Linked DNA regions of Drosophila melanogaster: regions 1 and 2 are each linked to region 3. Evidence: chromatin contacts called from public Hi-C data. All regions are on one chromosome and are shown on one strand. The core of a region is the stretch at or near the end of the contact, and the rest is flanking DNA. Distances in the headings are between cores, read along the strand shown. Region 1 overlaps Svil (Supervillin). Region 2 holds the start of Non2 (Novel nucleolar protein 2). Region 3 holds the start of Spn (Spinophilin).

Evidence for each region. Hi-C and Micro-C count contacts between places; a contact is called where the count stands out from the background.
Region 1: a Hi-C map of the Kc167 cell line shows a contact between it and region 3, with 2.5 times the contacts expected there. A contact is called at or near these places in 8 of 107 Hi-C or Micro-C datasets (the Kc167 cell line, the Ras3 cell line, the S2 cell line and 2 more) and 2 of 7 datasets of targeted methods (both in the Kc167 cell line).
Region 2: a contact with region 3 is called in a Hi-C map of the Kc167 cell line, with 1.7 times the contacts expected there. A contact is called at or near these places in 2 of 107 Hi-C or Micro-C datasets (the Kc167 cell line and the S2 cell line) and 2 of 7 datasets of targeted methods (both in the Kc167 cell line).

Annotation. Positions count from the first base shown.
Region 1 is chr3L:2,423,225-2,426,139 of dm6, reverse strand. The region is part of intron 2 of Svil (Supervillin); the gene reads right to left. Among named protein-coding and RNA genes, the nearest start is that of CG32299, 34 kb to the right of the region's middle.
Region 2 is chr3L:2,765,734-2,768,528 of dm6, reverse strand. Non2 (Novel nucleolar protein 2) reads right to left here and starts at 1,530. Exons shown (of 2, transcript NM_139488.4): 1 at 1,387-1,530; 2 at 137-1,312. The coding sequence starts at 1,261. The coding sequence ends at 527. It overlaps Mrtf (Myocardin-related transcription factor), which reads left to right and starts at 1,993. Exons shown (of 5, transcript NM_001259651.3): 1 at 1,993-2,271. AhcyL1 (Adenosylhomocysteinase like 1) reads left to right here. Exons shown (of 3, transcript NM_139489.2): 3 at 1-63.
Region 3 is chr3L:2,552,983-2,555,796 of dm6, reverse strand. Spn (Spinophilin) reads left to right here and starts at 1,505. Exons shown (of 16, transcript NM_001259642.1): 1 at 1,505-1,739. msn (misshapen) reads left to right here. Exons shown (of 18, transcript NM_206252.3): 18 at 1-950.

The DNA.
Region 1 (2,915 bases), core at 405-2,904, 130 kb after region 3:
AAGTTATTAAATTTAGCTTTCTTTCGTTATGACCTTTTGCCTACCAATATCCTCCTACACATATCCCCCCGACTGACATAAACACCAAGAAGTCGGGACGCAAGCCAAGTAAAGACGAGACCAAACAAACCATAAAAGTGTTTGCTTTTTGGTTTATCGACCTTTTCATCCATCACTGGCTGCGCCCTTTCCACTTCACCACTTTGCCACTCGCAGTTTGACAGCCACTGGGAAGTGTAAAAGTAGGGGGCTAGAATGTGAATAACATTTAGTGGCGCAGCCACAGAACGCATTATTTAGCAATGAAAGTGGATTAGTTGCAAGCACACCTGATGCCACCTGACCGCAGCAACCTACTTTTACTCACAGACGAGACGAGGTAGGCGGCTGCCAGGAAAACCATGTCAATACCAGCCACGCCCATTTAACCGGTTTAAAAGGCGTCAAGATGAAACCAACGACAGGATGCACGTGCAAATCAACATATAGATATCTTAAAGAATGTACTTAAATATATACTTTAAAACTAGATATTTAAGGATACCGCATACATACAGAGTAGATATTCCACTTGGAACTCCATTTTATAGTTAAATATTTCTTTCGAAAAACTCTAGTTTTTCTTTCCATGTTCAACCAGATCCCAGTGAATCCCACCAGGAGCCTGTTTTTTTTTCGAGTCGAGTGGGCGGAATGGCATCAAATGGAAAGTGGGCGAGCACAAGGTCGCAGGTGGGCCATTTTGATAGCGGTTTTCACGCCGTCAAGGCTGGGATGCAGTGCAGCATGGGAGATGGCCGCGGGGCAAGTAATCAAGCCATCGAATGGAACGCGTTGGCCGTCGGGCAACTAACTTGGTGCCATCATTCAGATTGAACGGGCCCATCCAATCCAAGCTGTCGTTGCAAATGCCCGCCTTGTTCGCACTTTGGCGCAATTAGCCAAGACAATTAAAGCAGCGCCAGAATGAGCAATGAGTTTTAGTTTAAGTTTGTAGTTTATACAATGTGCATGTGATGCATGGCGACGGCGATGGAGAAGAGTGCACTTAAACAGACACAAAGCGACAAGCCAGAGACACCAAATGCAGTTGCCATGACAGGCAGCTCGCAAAGTAAATTAGCCGGGCAGAAAACGAAAAAAAAAAACAGGGGAAAAACAAGAAAACCCGAGGCAGAGGAAGCAACTAGCTGGCATTGCTGAAGAAATAACTTGATCAACAATGTTATAGCATAATTGCGCAGTGCCATTTAATCACAATTAAATTATATTTAATTTGCGGCGCATGGCAAGAGCAGAAGCTTTCTGGAACAGCCAAACAGGATATCCAGGCAAATCAGTGGGGAAAATTTCAGCAAATTGCAGCTAAGTGTTGATTTGCGCTGCCTTGGTAGTTTTTATTACCAATAACTACGTTCATTAGAATAGAAACTTAATGAAATGAAGTTAGTATGTAAAATAGCTCAAAGTACGGCTTATTATTTCCAAGTATTCAAGTTAGATAGATTGCAATTTCAGAGAACCTGCTAATGAACTCACATCAACCGGAGCGTTGCCTCCCCCGGTGAATTCTCCTTGAGTACATTTCTATTTGCAGATAAGCAATCCCTGGACTGATAACTCTCGGCCACTGATGATGCTGATGATGACGTGGGTGCCATGTGGTTATCCGTTGACGGACTGACGAACATTGCTGACATCTAACCGCCGACAGTGAACACCCGACAAAAAGAACCACAACTTTTTCCCCTAGCCTTTTTCGAACAGCGACATCGTTAAGCGAGTAAACAGTTTTTGCTGTGGGCGCCGGAAATAAATTGTGGTACTTTTTCATTTGGATTTTTTATTTTTGCAAGTTTAGGGATTAAACTATTTATGTGGGCGGTTGTAAATGGATTTTGCATAAGCCAAAGTGTTGAATAAATAATAAATCATGCAGAATGCAGGAAATTAACATACAAAAGGCCGCTGGCCATTAAAGGCAAAGATTTGGGCGCTTTAATAATTATTTAGTTTAGTTGTTTGTTTCAAGGAGAGATTGCGTTGTTCAATTTCGCCATAAAAGAATCTTTCCTACATCCAGCACTTGACATGCAAAGTCCGATAAAGTGATGTCATTATTGGTTCGGTTTATTTATCCATGAAATTGGTGTGCCTACCTTAGCGGAAAACACTAAAACTCTTATCTAACAAGGCGCTTTGTTTTTGGCTCACAATATTTATTTTTTGCAACGTTCCCGAGTATTAGGGTCAAGTTTGCCTTACACGTTTATTTTTTATATTTTGTTTATACTACCATCACCATTTTTGCTATATTTTCATTCTTATTTTTCGCTTTTCTGGCCGTTTTTTCCCCCTCTGCGAGCCGTCTTTTGTTGCTTTCAATTGAAATTTCAGCGTCAATGCACGTTGCAAATTACGTGGCCCTTGAAGGTGACGAAAAGTGAGAAAAGTGCACTTTGTGATGACTAGGCGATGCATTGCACTTAGGCACAGGAGTCCCCTTGCCATCGTATTATTATGTTAAAATATCAAGTTAATATTAAAGTGACTTTAAATCATTCATATTCATTTTAGTGAAATCAAAATGCTCAACAAACTGCTTGAAACTTCTGATCTCCGTGTTTTATTTATAAGTTACTGCCTAAAACAATGTTGCTAATCAGCTAAAAACAAAAAAATGAAATGAATGAATTGCAAATTGAGCGCAAATCACGAGCAGATAGCAAAGCGTTCGGAAAATGATTCATGAATGCAAGCAAATCTGCTGCAATTGGCGGCTGGGCCTGGGAAAATGTTCACGGAAATGCGAAAATCAAATTTGATTGTTTGCAAATTGAATTAGGCTGCTGCTAAATAAACCGATAATTGACTTGTGACTAAGCCAACCGCTGATGATGCCATCGTGAAGGGTC
Region 2 (2,795 bases), core at 281-2,780, 210 kb before region 3:
AAAAATGTTTGTAAGAAATTTGTGAGAAACGCAAAACAATAAAAAAGGGATTCTTTATTGAGCAATTAGATCTGTTCCACTGATTGATTTCTCCCCCAGCAGCCCCGTCGAAATGAAAACCAGGAAAAGTTGCTTTCGTATTTTTCAGATGCATCACTCGTCTATTTCTCTTTTTATTACTCGGTACTTGCCTTAAACTTGTTATGTTTTTCTTTGATATTTTATAAAATGTAAACTACACGAGTTTGTCATAAAAAAAATCATACACATTATGTATTATAATCGATTTTTTTTTTGTAATTTTCCGTTCATCTGAACTATTCCTAAAATGCCGTAAAGTGCATAATGTGCAAACCCGTCCTAATTAGGGTAATGCTAAACACATGCGTCAACTAAATCTTAATCAAAGGTTGTGGAACAAACAAATCCAGGCGGAGCCGAAAGTTACAGGGGATTGGTAAACCAGGCTGGCGGAGAGGCATACACATATATTTGCATCTGGAGAGGATCGGAGGGCGGATCTGATCTAATCGAGAAAGTGCGGCTTGAGATGCTTCAGCATGCCAAAGGTGCGGAAGCGGCGGATCTTCATCACCTTCATCAGCTCGTCGTCGCAAATGGCGAACTGCTTGTTCTTGGGGTCGTACAAATCGCGCTCCTTGATGATGGCCCACACCTTCTTCACGACTTCGTGGCGCGGCAGGGAGGACTCTCCCATGAGGGCGCTCAGTTCCGGTGATAGATTGTATGCGCGTGTGAAGCCGGTGCTCTTACGTCCCGATCCTGTTCCCCCGGCCGCCTTGGCCTTCTTCTTGGCCGCCGGCTTCTTGACCACCTCGTAGTCCGAGTCCGAGCCGGCATCGCTCTCGGTGCCGGAATCGTCGGCATTTAGGGTCTTGCGCTTCTTCTTGGGCGCCTTGTGCTTCGTGGGCTGTGGCCTCTTCTTGGGGCTCTGCTTCTTCTTCTTGGCGGCCTCCTCCTCGCTGCTGCTGGGGTCCTCCTCCTCGCTGGGCTCGCTCTCATCGTCGGGATCGGCATCGGGATCCTTGCCCTCGTCATCGTCTTCGTCCTCCTCGTCCTGCTGCTCGTTGATCACCTCCATCACGATCTTGTCGAACTCCTTCTTGCGGCTCAGCAACGAGCAGTTCAGCTTTCCCTCCACCTGCTCGCGCACCCTCTTTGCCGAAATGGTCGCCAAATCGGCGTCCTTCAGAACCGCCTGAATTTCACGACGCAGGTCCTCGCTGGAGATGTCCGACATCTTGGTTCGTGGTGTTCCTCGTTTTCCTGCGCTACACGTAGGGGTTTCAGCCTGCGGGTCACATTGTGGGCATTTTCAGTTATTCCATTGTACGCACAACCTAATCCCAGTCATTTTCAACTTACCGGAGATCCGTTTTCGGTGGTATATTCACGTTTTTCCGGATTCTTTGCGGCGCTTAAAAAGACAAATCTTTTTCGTTTTTTCTTTACACCAAGTCCCGGCGTCTCTATAGGGTTGCTACTTGATGAGAGCTCCTATCGGTTTCGATTAATGCGGCAGTGCTGTCGAATCTAGCTAGATGACAGGTATGTGGAAGTTTACTTTACAACTGATTTCGACAACATTAAGGAATATGTATTTATTTTTTGTTTTTAAAAATTGCGATGCGTGTGTTAGATCCATTGCACTTCTTAATAATGAGGTTTTTTAAAAGAATACTGATTTATAAAGGCAATAAACGGTGTGGTTCGGTTTGGCAATGTCCAAAAATCTGTCTCACCGCCAAAGTCTTTAAATTATTCATCTAAAATTGATTAATGGATATGGTTTTACTTTTTCATATGCAGTTTAATATATGTTTATGGTTTTAATTTGCCTAACTTTGTACCTACTCTTGTATTTGCTTAAAGTGCTATCGATTGTCAATCGTCATTGATTCAAAATTGCATTGAATCTGGTCACCCCAAATCAGTACTAAGCTGTTGGCTTATCGATAGTTTCAGTTAAACATCGATTCTTGTACCAGCTCTAAAAACGTCGCGTATTTGTTAAAAACTTTGTTAAAATAATATTTAACAACCGACTTAAGTTCGCCCCGCGCCGACAACGCCTCTCCGATGTACAATAAGTTCTTGGCTTTAACGTTGGCCGTCTACGTGTCGCGATATTCGCTGCGATTTCAGCAGCTGCAGCAACAATAACAATATATATAAAAGATACCAGCAACAACTACAACACACACACACACACACACAACCACGGCAACAACAACAGCAACGTGCGCTGAGGTAATTTTGCTATTTTTTCTGCTTCTTTTTTGTTTATTTATATAAATGAGCGTGTGTGCGAGTTTAGTGCGTGTGATGTGCGTGAGATTCCCGTCCAAATTTGATTTTTGCTGCAATTCTCATGTAGGCCCCCTTTATTTAATTGCATTTATGTATATCTATCTGGTGCTTTTAATTCGCTTTTAGCCAGAGATTCGCAAGTTTTCCCATCTCTCAATGGCTCCTCTTCGTCGGTTTTCGCTACTCCGCTTTGTGCCGCTGCTTCGCGTCTTTGTTTTGCCGGCGTTTCGACGGCTTTTGTTGTCTTCTTTTGCTCGAGACTGCGACGCCCTTTTTCCAATTGGAATATTCGCTCTCCTTAACTTACGTTTTATGATTGGAAATAAATATTGAACTAAATAAAGAAATCTGTAGCGTACAGTATAACATATAACGCGAAATTTAAAAATTTTTTATACAGTGGTCTCTCGCATGAATGCAGTGAATTTTATAGGTGGGCTGACTGTACTGTGCCTCACAAATTT
Region 3 (2,814 bases), core at 256-2,755:
TATGCAGTTAGTTTTTGTTCTTGATATTATCAAATAGAATTTATTTGTGCGTTTCTGATAAATACGTGTTAGTGGAGAGAGAGCAGAGGAAATTTATACATTTTATGCAAATGCAAATGCAAATGGAAATCGAAGCGAAGCGAAGCAAAGCAAAGCAAACAAAACCCACATAAAACGCCATTGTAAAAACTAAGTGATAAACAAGTAAATAATTGATTAATGTAAAATAAAGCCGAAAGCAACACAAAACCCAAGCAAGCTTGCAACAATTGAGGAAATCCAATGGAAGTATAGAAACGCACCACGTCGTTTGCGAGGAGAGCTACCTTAATAACGAAATTGGAGGGAATTACAAAACGAGAACCTAGTTAAGCTGCATTTTTTACTGAACTTTTATACAGAGCCAAGAGAATGATGAAAACAAAAGCAAAAATAACGGATGAACGAATCGAGGAGGGAAATTAAACCAAAATTCTATAAATCGTAGCATGTTAAAATTGATAACCATCTCCGCTTTTTGTACTGTGTGCATTTCTTTGTGTTTTCACTAGCTTCAATATCAAAAGTGGTCACGTTGCAATATCTCTATATCGAGTGCATATAGAAGAATCTTGTCCCCAACTGGCACACACTCCAATGTCCCCAATGAAACACTAATTCTGCCTTATTTTATGTTGTTTGCGTGATTTCGCCCCACTCCCTTCTCTTCCACACGAAAAAGTCTCATGAAGAAGTATATTTAAAATATTGTTTGTTTTTGTGTTATAAACTGATTGTACGCCCCCGTATTTAGTAATGTTCATCCAAGCAAAATGGAAAGATAAGTGCACCAACATGCACGTCTAAAGCAACAAAAAAAAAAAATAAAAGAATTAGTAATAAATGCTTACTTTATTTCTAAAATAAAACAAGTAAAATGGTACAGAAATGAATGTAAATCTAATTATTATATATATATAATCTCAAAATTAAAAAAAAAAAATACAACAAAAGATCCGCATTTTATTTGCCGGTTGGTATTTATTATTAAGAAGTTATTTTAATACAAAAGGTATTTTAAAATTCGGTCACCAAACGAATATTTCAATATTTAACATGAATGTAGAGAGCTTTCTACTGGTTTGAGTCTTTGCTAGTTTTTACATTACCTTACAAATGACCTAAAGTGAATAATACAGATTTACTATAATTTTCTTAAAAACTTAAGCTCTTTAAATATTAAATATTGAGCTGCATTTTCAAGCGTTGTGCGTTTCCTAAGGAAAAATAAATTTGAATTTCGTAAAATGGCCAAAGCAATGCCAGTTTAGAACACAAACTTTTTGAAATGTAGCGCTGATTGCTCGAATATAAGTGAATAAATCGAATATTATTAGCAAGTTATCAGTGAGACCGCACTTGAATCGAGAATTAAAAACCCATAGCGCCAAAACAATTCACCGATAGTATCGAATAGTCGTCTCCTATCGTACCAGCTCTAAAAAAACAAAGCAAAACCAAAATCGGCCCGAAATTCAAGCTAAACGGACGCGTTTTCGTCGCGAGTTTAACCGCTGCAAAAATATCAACAATAAGTATAAATTGCCGCGGGTACTGAGTTCATATGATGATCGAGTGATTTTTTTCATCGTACAATTAACGTCCTTCGAAATAGGATATATTCGAGTATTCCGGGTCGCGAGTATTTAAAAAAAAGGATTTGTGTATACCGAAAGGGCTAAACAAAAAGCTTTTTAAAGGTAAATCCCAGCAAAGGAGTGTTAAATGGAGTTTGGCGAAAAGCTAATGTGCCGGAAAAAAGTACAAAACAGTGCGAATGAAAATAAAAAGACGCCGACTATATGTGTATAAGGTCCATGTGTATGTGTGAAAAAATCCTGGACAACGCCACTCCTTTTGCGCAAAGAAATTTAATAAAAAAAAACGCAATGAAGCTGTATATAGAGAGCAAAACGAAGCTGCGCCGGAGTTGAACGAAATACGAAGTGTAAATTGGGGGTGTGGGTGCCACACAATTCCGGGTGTACGCAAATATTTTGAAACGAAATCGCCATTAAATTCAGGTTCCGATTTTAGTGCAAATACAACGGTAAAACAATGAAATTGCATTTGGAGTAGCGGCATTTTTAGGGGTGTGTGTGAGTTCGAGTCCTGTCGTCCTGCTTGCACCCTCTGCGCAGAAGCAGGACAGCAAAAAACCCCCGAAAAAACAATTGCAAATTGCAGAATTGCGAGCGAAACACGAAAATACGAAAATAGTTTCGGCCAACAGCTGGCGAAGTTTCAGACACCTGGCGAAAAAACCAACATGGGACACTTAAACAGTTAAACGGTTCTCCTTTTTATGGCTTTTAATAACTGGTTTCGCAGAGCCTTTTCGCGTAGGTGCGAGCGAGCAGGAAGTATGCCCCAACCAAAGAACCGTTGATCGCAAAATGCAACTCCGATCGGGTGGGAATGAGTAAGAGAAGCGGGAGAGAGGGGGAGCGAGAGCGAGATGGAGACTGGGTGATAAAAAACCATAACATAACAAAACAAAACAAAACGAAAGCAAGTGACTTTTGTTTTTCTCTTGTTGTCTTAGGTTCTGTTTGCATGTGTGGGTTTCTTCTGATAATTTCGCTATCGTTGTTTTGGCCTTATTTATCGCCGTTCTTTGTTTTGCAATTCTGCGAGTGGCCGCAATTTATGCAAATATGCAGAAATCACAATTCTATTTGCACTATTTCCTCAATAAAAAATCGCTGGCGAGGCCAAGAACATTATATTGTTGTTAAACTCAGCTCTTCGCGGGTACAATTTCACCCTCTTTTG